Regions from separate parts of the Acanthopagrus latus genome. Here region 1 is linked to region 2. Evidence: chromatin contacts called from public Hi-C data. All regions are on one chromosome and are shown on one strand. The core of a region is the stretch at or near the end of the contact, and the rest is flanking DNA. Distances in the headings are between cores, read along the strand shown. Region 1 holds the start of LOC119011446 (phosphoglucomutase-1-like). Region 2 holds the start of scp2a (non-specific lipid-transfer protein).

Region 1 (6,602 bases), core at 3,285-5,784, 230 kb after region 2:
AGTAGTTTGTCATCTTTTTTCTTGAAAGTTGTGATCGCACAATTTACAGTTTTCTGCCACACGATTCCCTGCTTATCCTGCTGACGTGAACCGCTGACCCTCGAGTGCAGTTCTCTGCTCCGGATCACCGCTTTGCAACCCATCTTTACTCAGAGCAGTCTGAGGTCTGACACCAGGTTTGTGGTCCTTTTTTACACAGATCTGCCATCAGACTGCAATGAGCTGTACAACAGAGGGGAACGAGTCAGCGGCATCTACGCCATCAGACCCAACGGAGCAGAGCCGTTCATGGCCATGTGTGACATGAGCAAAGGTACCGTCTCACTAACACTCGAACTTCAGCCCAGCACGGGACAACAGTTTATTTTCTAATTAAGGATGACCTTCTAGTCGATGTCACTGTAGTCTTTGTTATGCCCAACTGTCTGTCATGCTTAATATTGTAATCCTTAACTATAGCAAGTGTCGGGTTTGAATAAGTTGTAACTTAATAAACAGTAAACAGCCGATATCAGTGAGATACACTGACAAACAGTCATGCTGGATTACATGTATGTGTTGTTTCCTGTGAATCCCTCGTGAGTATGCAGGCAATTTAATTCCAACATGGGAATGGAGGACTCCAGTGCAAACGAATTTAAAGATGAGCAATTACAGACTGTAAATGCATCGAATAGCATTTGCTGAAAAAAGGCGGACATGTATTATTGTAAAGACTATTTATGAAAAACTTGAAGGAGAATCTTGATTGTTTTGAACCTGTGCCCTATGTTTACATACTTTGGTATCTAAATGATTTAATACTGACCAAAAATTATGGAATCGATCTGGTCGACTGCCTCAGTTTGCAGCCGCGAAACACCTGCGACAGCTTCATCCTCTGGGGCAACTGCGACGATCAAAGTTCATCCATTAAAAGTGCTCGTTCTTGCCGCTTACAGGCCGAGGTTGTAATTGTACGTGTCTGACAACATCACAGAGACAGTTCCTGTAGAATTAGTCCTATCGGTAAAGTGTGAAATGAAGGTGAGTTGTTACAGTTGGTGCCTCTAGATTGTGTAAATCAGCTCATTTTCAAGCCCCCGACAGCTTTAGATTTCCTCACGTAAACTCCAGACTCCTCTCCAACTCTGACTCATGTTTCCGCTGTCGTCTTAATGAAACACCTCACCTCTCACAAGATTCCAGAGTGCGCCTTCTCCTTAGGAGAGACTTGCTTCTGGTTGCATAAGGGATCTTTTTACGTCATAAAAATGAATGAATTCCGCTTAGGAATCTTTTATGTAGGTTAATGTTGTCAGAGACTTTGAATAATAAGTCAGTGACTGAAGACTTGGAGTGGACATAACTTTGATGGTTCAAGTTGCCCCAAAGGATTATACTGCAGCTGCTGAGTTAGCTGTGTCGCAACTGCTAGCTGAAGCGATCTACTGATCCAGTTTCCAAACTTTTGGTACGCATGAATCATCTACACACTGAAACTTTTGATACTGTGACTTTAAATTAGGTTTTCAATTTGTTCCATTTAGGCCAAGGAGCAACAGTCATCCAGCGAAGGAAAGATGGTTCAGTAAACTTTGATCAAACCTGGGAGAAGTATGAAAATGGGTTTGGAGATTTTCAAGGTGAGAGAAACTATTCTTTTCAGCACCATTACCCTTCGGAGGTCACAAAATTTAATTATTAACCGTCAGATTCTGAATTATTTGGCATATATCATGATCATAACATCCACAGTTTTATAACTTCCTCAAAGCTGTGCTTTTGAGTTTGTGCGCGTCACAGATCTCGAAGGCACTTGTTGAGTGGTGTCAGCTCTCTCACCTCTCAGCCATGTCTCGCTCACAGGGGAGTTTTGGCTGGGTCTCGGGAAGATCCGCTCTCTTGCCGCTCAGGGCAACTCCATCCTTCACATCCAGCTGGAAGACTGGAAACAGGGCCGGCGCTTCATCGAATACAAATTCCACCTTAATGGTCCGGAGAGAAACTACACCATTCACCTCACGCACCTGTCTGGAGATTTGCCGGACCCCATGGGCAACCACACAGGCATGATGTTCTCCACCAAGGACAGGGACAATGACAAACACCCGGGCTCCAACTGTGCCCACAACTACACAGGTGAGGCAGATGTGCATGAGGGTGACATGTTTATCCCATGTAATGAATACTTGTCATCCAGCGCCAGCAGCACAAACATGTAATTTATGTCATCTTGCAGGTGGATGGTGGTTCAACGCCTGTGGAGATGCCAACCTGAATGGGAGATATTTCCTCATGAGAGCAAAGGGGCGCTCAGAGCGTAGGAGAGGGATTCAGTGGGGGCTCGGCCACAAGGCTTTTCACTTCCTCAAGTTCACCCAGATCTCCGTCCAACCTGCCGCTTCCCGCATCACCACGTCCTCTTCATCCTCCACTGAGACAGGTGTCTTTCAGTGACCCTTGATCAGCGTTCTCCAGTGAAAATAGTGCAATACACAGTGGCCTCTTCAGGAGAGACTTGGCACTGCTTCATGTGGGAGGCCGTGGTTCAAGAAGGCTCGGGCAGAGAGGAGGAGATTTCTTCCGATGCCAAGTGCTGCTGTGTCCCAAACAGAGAAAGCCGAAAGGCTGTTTTGCTGCTCGTGTCAGGATAGCCTCTAATAGAGTAATAGAACATTTTAAAATGTATTGTGAATCTGAATTAGACCAAATCGCAATGGGCACACTGCATGAACTAGGCCTTCACTCATTGCCCCTCAAAGGTCAAAGGTTATGGAGAAGAACATTAAACATACAGGCACCAACGCAACCCAGTCTCCAGAGTAAATGTTAGCAGTGTATAGTTTGCAACCCATGGATATGTTGAAAATGGCCATTTCTATACGTTGCATTTTTAAGTTTCTTTAAGTTAAGTAGTATCTCAGTCTTTTTGTTGTGACAGTGCTGTGCATATGGACTGGTAAGGTTTCAGGGAAAAAAAACAACACTTGGTTAGGGTTAGGAAAAGATCATATTTTATCTTACTGCACCTGTCTTGTCTTGGTCACCACAAACACGACTTCAAATTGTACTAGGTCTTGCGGCCTTGTCACGTAGCTTAACTGTACCACCATTTCCTCCATCTCCAGAGATAAAAGTCATAAACATGAAATATAACATAACATATAATGTAAGATGTCACGTATTGTGGATAGTCTCTATCGTATGCAACCTAGAAATGTGAACATATCAGATCAGGTTTGCAGAAACATTAACTGCAGACATTTAATTCTGGCGACTGGGTTGACATATGAGCAGTTTTCATATTGGGTCACATTGACTCTCACTATATAACAGTGGTTCCCAACATGATAGGAGGGACTTCTTGAGGGGGTCAAGAGATATCAACAAATGTAAGTTTGTCAACATGTGCTTGAGTTAGACAAGTTACTTGCTGTTTCTGGATAAATGTAGAGGTGTAAAAACATGTATACAATACCCAATCCAGCTTTTTAGGGTGTATTGGAGGCACTGCTGATACTGGTATCACTATCAGAACAACCCAAGTCAAAAGCAGTAAAGGTTAGGAACCACCACTATAGATCACATTCATCTTTACTTTACATACCTAAGTTTTGATACATTTGCTGTTTTTATTATTATTATTATTATTATTATTATTATTATTATTATTATTATTATTATTATTAATCTAAATAAATTGAAATATAACTGTGTCTTCATATAATGCTAATATATTAATTAAGGTGTGGAGATCCGTGATAAAACCCAGTAGACAAACTTCCATCATGTCCCATTTCTGTAGGGGCTGTAGTTTGCTTGCAGTCCTGATGTTCAACAGTGATTTGGCCCAGTGTAAATGTCATCCTTGAACTGAATGCACCAACTTTTTTTCACGCCAAAGTAAACGAATGACTGATATATGTTCATGCTATTACCACGTAGCGAAATGTTCTGGATGTTGCACTGAGAGGTTATGATGTTAGGAGCCATTAATAAACTCTAGAGGGCAGTGTTGTTTCACTCTGATTTGATTGTGCCGCATGAGTGATTCCATTTGACATATTGTGTTTGTTTTGTAAGCGGATACTTTCCTTAAACCATGTCTATATTCACTAAGACCCTCTAATTGGTCCTCTCACTCTCTGTTCACGCACTCTGCTTGAAGAAATGGTTAATATTTCCTCCTGAAATAGCACCAGGCCCATCTCCGATGAGGGATGTCATCCTCCTTTTTGCAAATCATCACTCGGAGCACAGCTGCAGCCGTTCACACATGGGCAAATTGCTCCCATGACACTTCAGTACTTCCACTCTGACACACCCAAACACACACTCTTCTTTGTGGCTTGGCCTGCAGCCTTGACAGTGATCTCCCTGCACATGTGTGAAGGAGCGTCTTCAGTTACTCCCCATGCCTCTGCACACACATTAGTCTGAAAGGTTATTTTGGGCCTCAGAAGTACCACTGTAACCCTGTGCCTCCAGTCGAATAATAGGAGGAGTCAAGACTCTCACCCTCCCATTCTGCCCCTGCGTACCATTCCCCATGTCAACTGACAGGGGATTTCCCTCTAAACAACAGGTTCCAAGGCTCTCTGCACCGTTAGATTTTGTTAGATTCTCATTTTGAAACAATGGACAACAGTCCTCTGCAGGTGCTGACTGTCCCCACAGCCCCGTACCCAGACCAGAGACCCGGCACCAGCGGCCTGAGGAAAAAGGTGTATGTGTTCCAGTCCAGGAGGAACTACTTACACAACTTCATCCAGAGTATCTTCTCCTCTATTGACCTTCGCGACCGCCAGGGATCAACAGTGGTGGTGGGGGGAGACGGTCGCTTCTTCAACACAACAGCCATCAAGGTCATTGTACAGATGGCAGCTGCCAACGGGGTCAGTGACACCGTGTATGTGTGTGTTTGTTTGTGTGCGCATGCTGGTAAGTTTGTGTATTATGTTTGTGGGGGGTGTGAGAGCATGTATGTCAGTGTCACCTGGCCCCTCACCTGATATTGTCCTTTTGATTTCATTGGTTGTAGCAGCCTAATGTGTGATTAATATTTGATTTTAACTCTTGACATATGCTTGTATTATGAGGTGAGAAATATATGAAATTTACCTCAAATTATGCAAATAAAACAAGTTAAAGTTGAAATCTATAATTTGAATGTAAATGAAGTCCAAAAAGAAGATTAGAGCTTTTCTAATTTATTGGCAGGTCTTTAAATGACATTACTTTTTTAAAAAAAAATAATCAAAATTAATGACAGAAAATACATTGTTGTTTATTGCTAATAGCTACTGTATTTTTGTGCAAAAGAATTCCTGGATCAGCGCCAAAAGTATAGGGGGTCTATTCTGGGCAGAGACCCATCCTCCAACCAAATTTTGCAGAAATCCGTGCTCAAGTTTTTATGTAATCCTGCTTACAAACCAACGAACCAACAGACACAGGTGAAAACATAACCTCCAAAATTCATTTAAAACTGATAATTTGATGGACAGTAAAACTCAAAGAGATATTTGGAGCTGTTTTATAATGTCCTTAACAATGGAATGTCCCGTTTAAATTTAAATGTCAACTTAATGCCAGCACAGGGCCGGTCTGTATGGAGTTTGCATGTTCTCCCCGTGCTTGTGGGGGTTTCCTCCAGGTATTCTGGATTCCACTACCATCAAAATATTAGGTTAATTCTCCAATCAGTGCCCTTGAACAAAGGCACTGGCTAAGATCTGGAATTGGTCCCCGGTGCATACACGCTGCATACTGTGCCTTGAAATTAAATGCAGAGTACATTTTCACTACGTTGTGCATTGTATGATATAAAGATTCAATAACGATTCTTCCTTCTTCTTCCTTACAATCCAAAATAAGGGTCGCAACCCCTTTTTTTTTAAAATTATTTTTGAGTGAATCTTTATCTTTTTGCAATATACACCAGTTTAATCTGTATTTTTGCCATCGTAACATCCATTTTCAATAGCATGCCTCTTATGCTGTCCAAAGCTCACTTATACACATTAAACCCTGCTGCTCATGTACCATAACCTTTGTTCATTAAATGACACTAGTCTCTAGTCGCTCTACTTCTAGTCCCAGTTACTTTTAGGAAGAAGCATGACATACCAAACCTGATATTCAGTGGCATCCCCTCGCCTCCCCCCACTCAGATAAATTAAGATACCTGCTTGTGCCGGCCAACTCACACAAACACACACCTGTGTGACATTTTCCTCAGGTGGGTCGTCTGATCATTGGACACCATGGGATAATGTCAACGCCGGCCATCTCCTGCGTAATCAGGAAATACAAAGCCATCGGTGGCATCATCCTCACTGCCAGCCACAACCCCGGAGGGCCTGACGGAGACTTTGGCATTAAGTTCAACACTGCAAATGGAGGTACGGTAACCGGAGAGCAGGAAGCACGCAGGGGCTTCAGCCAAGTAAGAAATAGTGTTACGAGAGAAGTCAAATAGACATTTAACAAGGCTGGACACTGGCAAAGACTGAGGTAAAACTAGAGACTATGCCCCAGCATAAAATCTGGGACAAAGTTCAAGCACATCAAAAAACTCTGCATGGTATTACCAATAAATATCCCAAACAGCCCTGCAT
Region 2 (5,925 bases), core at 1,520-4,019:
TGCCCAGTGCAGTGATGGTGACCTGCAGGGGGTGGAACCACTACACCAGCAGTGATGACAGCTTATCCACCAGCCTGCTCTCTCACACTGCCTGCACTGGGTAAGAGGGCATCCCAGGACTGAGCTGGCCTTCTTGCTAAGTGCATCAAATGTCTTCTTACCTGCTGCAGAGATGCTGCTGCTCCAGCAGACTACCCCATAGAAAGTGGCTGATGCTACCACAAAGTCATAGAAAGAGGTCAGGAGTGCCACTTGCACTCTGAAGGACCTGAGCTTCCTCATCAAATAGCGTCGGCTCTGACCTTTCTTGTATGTAGCTGCAATGTGATCAGTCCAGTCCAGTTTATTGTTCAGGTGAACATCCAGATTCTTGTAAGATGTCACCATCTCAATGTCCATTCCCTGGATGTTCAGCTGTGTGCAGGGTTGTCTGTGCCTGTGGAAATTCACCATCAGTTGTTTGGTCTTCCCGGGGGTTGAGCTGGAGGTGGTTCTGCTGGCACTAGTCCACAAAATCCTTGAAAAGTTCTCTGTAGGCTCTGTTGTCCCTGTCCCTGATGAAGCCATCGAAAGCAGATTCAACAGAGATCTTTTGTAGATTGCAGTGGAGTGACCGATGGCAGAAGCCTGCAGTGTACAGGGTGAACAGGAAAGCTCCAGCTTGTCCCCTAGTAGTGCAGGCTAAATGGTCTTGAAAGCACTGGAGAAATCAAAGAACATTCTGTCCAGGAGAAAGATGATGGCATCGTCCACTCTGGTGCCAGGTTGTTAGGCAAACTGGAATGGGTCCATAAAAGGACCTACCAGAGGGCGGAGATGGACAAGGACCAAATGCTCCAGGGTCTTCATCAGGTGTGAAGTGAGAGTAACTGGTCTGTAGCTGTTGAAGTCCTTTGAGTGAGAAGTCTTCGGCACTGGTACCATGCTGGAGGTTTTCCACAGCATTGGTACTTTTCTCAGCTTTAGGGTCACGTTCGTCTGGACCCGTAGCCTTCTTCGCCTTCATCGCTCGTTTCTCACCTGGACAGTGGAGAGGGTCAGATTGGAGCAGAGGGGCTGAGTGTCAGGTGGGGAAGGTGGTTGAATGGCGGGGGGGGGGGGGGTGTCTGCAAGCTGAATGTAGAGGTGAGAGTGGGGCAGCAAACAGGGGGTATAGAAGAGGTGGGGGGCAGCCGGGGGAGGCTCTATTGGCAATTGTGTCAACAATGGCTCTATTCCATTCAAACGTCCAAGACCGTGCGTCAGTGGGCACCAGGATCCTGAATCAAAAGCTTCCAAATAGCAGCGCGGATCTGCCAGGCCACGAGGTTATGTCAAGTTTAAAAACAGAAGTGCGAGGACATTAAATACAGCAATCTGAAAAGTCAATGCATTTGGGATCAATCATGATTGCGCAACCACACTTGAACAGCTCACTGACACACCTAAATTGAATGAAAACAGTTAAAGTTATTAGATGCACCTGTACTCCCTACTAAGTCAACATACCGGTACTTGATAATAAAGTAATAATGAAGTATATTACTCTTGAGGCAGGCATACTGTGATGATATCATTGTTATAATATCGTGTGACTTCTCAATTTCCTGTTTTTCTTGTTGTTATTTTTTTGAACCCAGGCTGGCTTCGCTGCACAGGGAGCAGAGTCTGGAACATCGTTTGATGACATCAACCTACAAGAAAAAGTAAACACAGTGGGGACAGCCTGTCCCTTACACACAACAGTGTCCACACTTTTTTGGCAAAAATTTGACTTGAAACAAGGTCAATTTTTGAAACTGCACTGTTGGGTGTCATTCATTTGGTCTTGTATTCATTCACGCTTCTTGTGTTTTCTGAAAATGACTTTCATCCATGCGACTTGACAGACCCTCGTTTTGTACATTTCAGGACTGGACAGACTACGACGAGAAAGTCAAGGAGTCGGTGGGAATATACGAGGTCACACACCAGTTCAAAAAGTGCTGATGTCACTCGTGATTAGTCTCAGAGAGGGGCAAATGAACACTGCGGCCAATCAGGCCTCTTTCCTGGCATCAAAGGGCGCTCCAGATGCTGAAGTAGCATGGTCTGGTGGAGGATGAACATTAACAGATAAACAGGACAGGTTCTACATACATGTTGTGGGTCAACATGATCAAGGTTTTTTCTTTTTCACTGCCTCAATAAAATTGAAAGGTGAGCATTCTGAGTTGAGCTTTTTCTTTGCACATTTATCTGTCCTCTTTCAATAGTCAGTAGGCATACAGGCATGGTAAAATACATTAGTGAGCGATCATATGAAAAAAACTCAATCAAGCTGGACATGTACCTGTACAGATGTACCATTCAGCCAATATATAATTAAGAGCAACATTAGCTGATTGGTTACAGCTTCAGGTGAGTGACCAAGGAGAGGACGTGAAAGCGCTCTCACTCTGTCAGCATTTCAACATACCATGTTCAGAAAAACTGCTATCAAGGAGTAATGATTGTGGAGTAATGATTGTTTCAGACAGAGAACTTTCCTTCTTTCTTAGGTGATGTGACAAATTAAAAAGGAAAAGGAACACAAGGCACAGTGCAGCCCAGGAAACAGCAAACCAGAAAAGGTCTATTTATGTGAAAATGATGTGTTCAAGTTCCAATGAAAAGACAAAGTAACACGGGTCACCAGTGGAGACAATTTTTGAGAGAGAAGTGTCCTCAGCCAGTCTGGCATTCACAATCAGAAGTGGAAAAAAGAAAAAGAAAAAGAAAAAAAAACTGGTGACAATGAAACCATGAAGATTTCAAGAAGAACAATGCTTGTCTCAAGGGGAATTCTCTCCAGCACGCTCACAGAATCACTGACAGTGGTGCCGTGTTTCTCCTCGGAGTGAGGCATCAGCTCGGATACACACGATCTTCACGTTACATTGAGTTAGCCGGACCCAGTCTGCTGATGCTGCCGCGGCCGCCGCTGTCCTCACACCTGCCTGCTCTCCTCCGTCCACTGCTGAAGACAAGCTACAGTACCATGGCACCTGGAAGGAACAACAGGGTGTTTGTCATCGGTGTGGGCATGACAAAGGTATTGTTATCATGCATTTGTATTGTCATAGTCCATAGACGACGAGAACGACCTAATACGTGACTTTAGGCTAACTTAGCACAGTTGGCTAACTTTGACAACAGATTTTAGTGCATGGGACACGTCCCCCCTGAAGAATGTCAGCTTTTACCAATTAATACCACTGCTAGCGGACAGTTTATTGAGCTGACAGCTGCCCATTTTGCTCATATTGTGTTAGCAGCTGACACAGTGTGCTGTAACCACCAGCTAGCCAAGTTAGCCCTGTGTTTAGTGTCAAAGGGACACCATGTTGTTTTGGGAGAACTTCAGTAGAAAGTTATTAAGTACAACATAATGCGGTTAAACAGTTTGTTTATTCGTTTTACTCAGTCATGAAAACAAAGACAGTTTCTTTATTTAGTTTGTTGAGGAAAATAAAGAAAAGGAAATGAAGCTCTCTCTCGTTTGATCATGATTTCTTCTTCTAAACCACATAGTGCACCTTTAAATTTGGCTCTGGGTTGAATGTTGGTTGGACTTCGATTTGTATCTCATGCCCCCCTCTGCATATGTTATGAGTCCATAGTTCATGGTTAACAGTGCTGCAATCCTTGATAAGACAGGAGCAGACTGCTAACATTATGAGGTGTATTTCCAGAGCTGTTTTCTTAGTTTGAAGTGTTGTATTTTCACAAGCTTGAAGACCCCTTGAATGTTGACCAAATCCACTCCAATATTACCACTAGAGTTTGTTCCCTCTATGCGACTGTATTTTATTTGGTATTAATGGGACTGTTTTTACACCAGTGCTTCAAGTGAAATAATGATCTCATTATGAAATTGCTATTGATCTCACAGTTAAGCCTGATGTCACACTGTCTTCTTATACCATCTATGTATTTATTACGGCTGTCACTTCCAGTAATTTAGGTGTGCTGCCCACCCCAGAAACGCCACTGATTCTGCCTTTTATGGCTTGTCCTCATCCTTTCTTTGTTAACAGGCCCTTTAATGTATGTATTTGATTCTCAATATTCTTGAATTACAACTTATTTGGCAAACTTGCTAAACACATATTTTCTAATTTCCCTAAAATAAATATTAATTACAATTTAGAATGCATTTCTGTACAAACTGAAAATTAATTAAATAATTTGTGTGTTTTGCACAGTTACAAATAAGTATTATAATATCAAGAAAATTAAAGATGCAATATTTTCTGCCTTTCCATTTACCAGAAATTTTGGCAATGTACATTTCTGTAAACTACGGATGTGTTGAAACATGAAGTTTCTTTGTGTTGCAACTCTGTTTCATCAGGTTTTATTTTTATTTTATGCGTGTGACAACGCTGTTCTCATGATCTAGTAAGGTTTAGGCACAAAAACCACTAGGTGAGCGTTAAAGACGATCTTTTCTTTCAATAAACTGTACCTGTTTTGCTCGCATAAACATGTTGGGAGATGTCCCGATTGCATTTCATGTAACGTGAACGTAATGCAACACATGCCGTAGAAATGTTGATGTGACATGCAGCCTTGGAGGTGTACAAATAATGTAAATGGTTTACATAGATGTTGATTGCCAACATTTTATCCTGGCGACTGGGGTGTTTTTTTTGAACACATGAATGCCAGAACATTTTGAAAACATGCATCACACCTCCAATGATGCCAAGTGACATGTTCAGATGCATCCTTCTGTCTGACTTACTGTCCAAAAAAAAGTTATTCACAATTTTTACAGTGATGAATGACAACAAATCTTCTCATCGTAAGAGGCAGGAAGGGCATATTTTTAATACTTTTGCTTAAAAATTAGTTGATGGTTAAACGCCTGTGAAAAACATTAATGAATATTTTTCTGCCAATCTGATAAATGTTTATCTCTATTTGGAAATCAAGTACAAAAGTTAGGGCAGGATGTTATCCACTAACTGAGAGCTGGAAAACCAGTTGTGAATGCTCATGTAGAGTGACTCTTAACAGTCTTTTTTTTCTTTCTTTCTGTGTGTTGCTACAGTTTGATAAGCCTGGAGCCAGAGGTGACTATGATTACCCTGATATGGCCAAGGAAGCAGGTGGTTATCTTCACACACCATGGACATTGTCCAGTCTCTCAGAAGATACCGTATCTTGAAATCATGAGATGGATCTTGTTGTGTAACATTTTTTAAATTGGTTTTGTCTACATTCTGTTCTAGGTGAAAAGGCTCTTGCAGATGCAGGAATCCCATATTCTTCTATTGAACAAGCCTGCGTAGGATACGTTTATGGTGAGACCATGTAATGTTAGACGCATGGTCACTGAAATACTGAATAACACCAATGTTGATATCTTTGTGTCCATACAGTGTATCCTCTCATTTTCTTGTCTCAATTCATCTCTCATGTTAGAATAGTAATTTGAATAGGAAATAACCGTAACCATTCCCATCCATTATTCCTTCAGGGGACTCCACATGTGGGCAGCGGGCCATTTACCATAGCTTGGGCCTGACCGGGATCCCCATCATCAACGTCAACAACAACTGCTCCACTGGCTCCACGGCTCTCTTTATGGCACGCCAGATGGTTAGGGGAGGTAAGTAAAGCCATACGCCTTGAAAGTGATAAACCACCATCAGGTAATTCAGGAAATTGAATAATCTATTATTTTTTATTTACAGTTTCCCTCAAATCAGAAATATGTGTTTCTTCTTGGTCTTGCAGTTGAATGAATGATGTGCAGAGTTAGACTCTTTTCATATCCTGGGCCTGTGGGAATGATTTACGACATCACAAATAGTTTTGAAGCCAATCCTTGTCCATTATTAAACTTAAATGTAAAAACCTGAAGCATTTAGTGCACAGACACTGAGAATGGACTTCACAGGGAAGTAGATGACGTCT

The links. Hi-C and Micro-C count contacts between places; a contact is called where the count stands out from the background.
Region 1: a Hi-C map of muscle shows a contact between it and region 2, with 2.2 times the contacts expected there. The contact joins the promoter of LOC119011446 here to the promoter of scp2a in region 2. A contact is called at or near these places in 2 of 4 Hi-C or Micro-C datasets (liver and muscle).

Annotation. Positions count from the first base shown.
Region 1 is chr21:7,812,062-7,818,663 of fAcaLat1.1, forward strand. It overlaps LOC119011446 (phosphoglucomutase-1-like), which reads left to right and starts at 4,535. Exons shown (of 11, transcript XM_037084579.1): 1 at 4,535-4,877; 2 at 6,224-6,386. The coding sequence starts at 4,620. LOC119011262 (angiopoietin-related protein 3-like) reads left to right here. Exons shown (of 7, transcript XM_037084232.1): 4 at 200-313; 5 at 1,530-1,625; 6 at 1,849-2,121; 7 at 2,222-4,011. The coding sequence ends at 2,439.
Region 2 is chr21:7,587,223-7,593,147 of fAcaLat1.1, forward strand. It overlaps scp2a (non-specific lipid-transfer protein), which reads left to right and starts at 2,770. Exons shown (of 16, transcript XM_037084898.1): 1 at 2,770-3,052; 2 at 5,057-5,114; 3 at 5,238-5,309; 4 at 5,486-5,617. The coding sequence starts at 2,924. It overlaps czib (CXXC motif containing zinc binding protein), which reads left to right. Exons shown (of 8, transcript XM_037084906.1): 7 at 1,620-1,685; 8 at 1,891-2,182. The coding sequence ends at 1,968.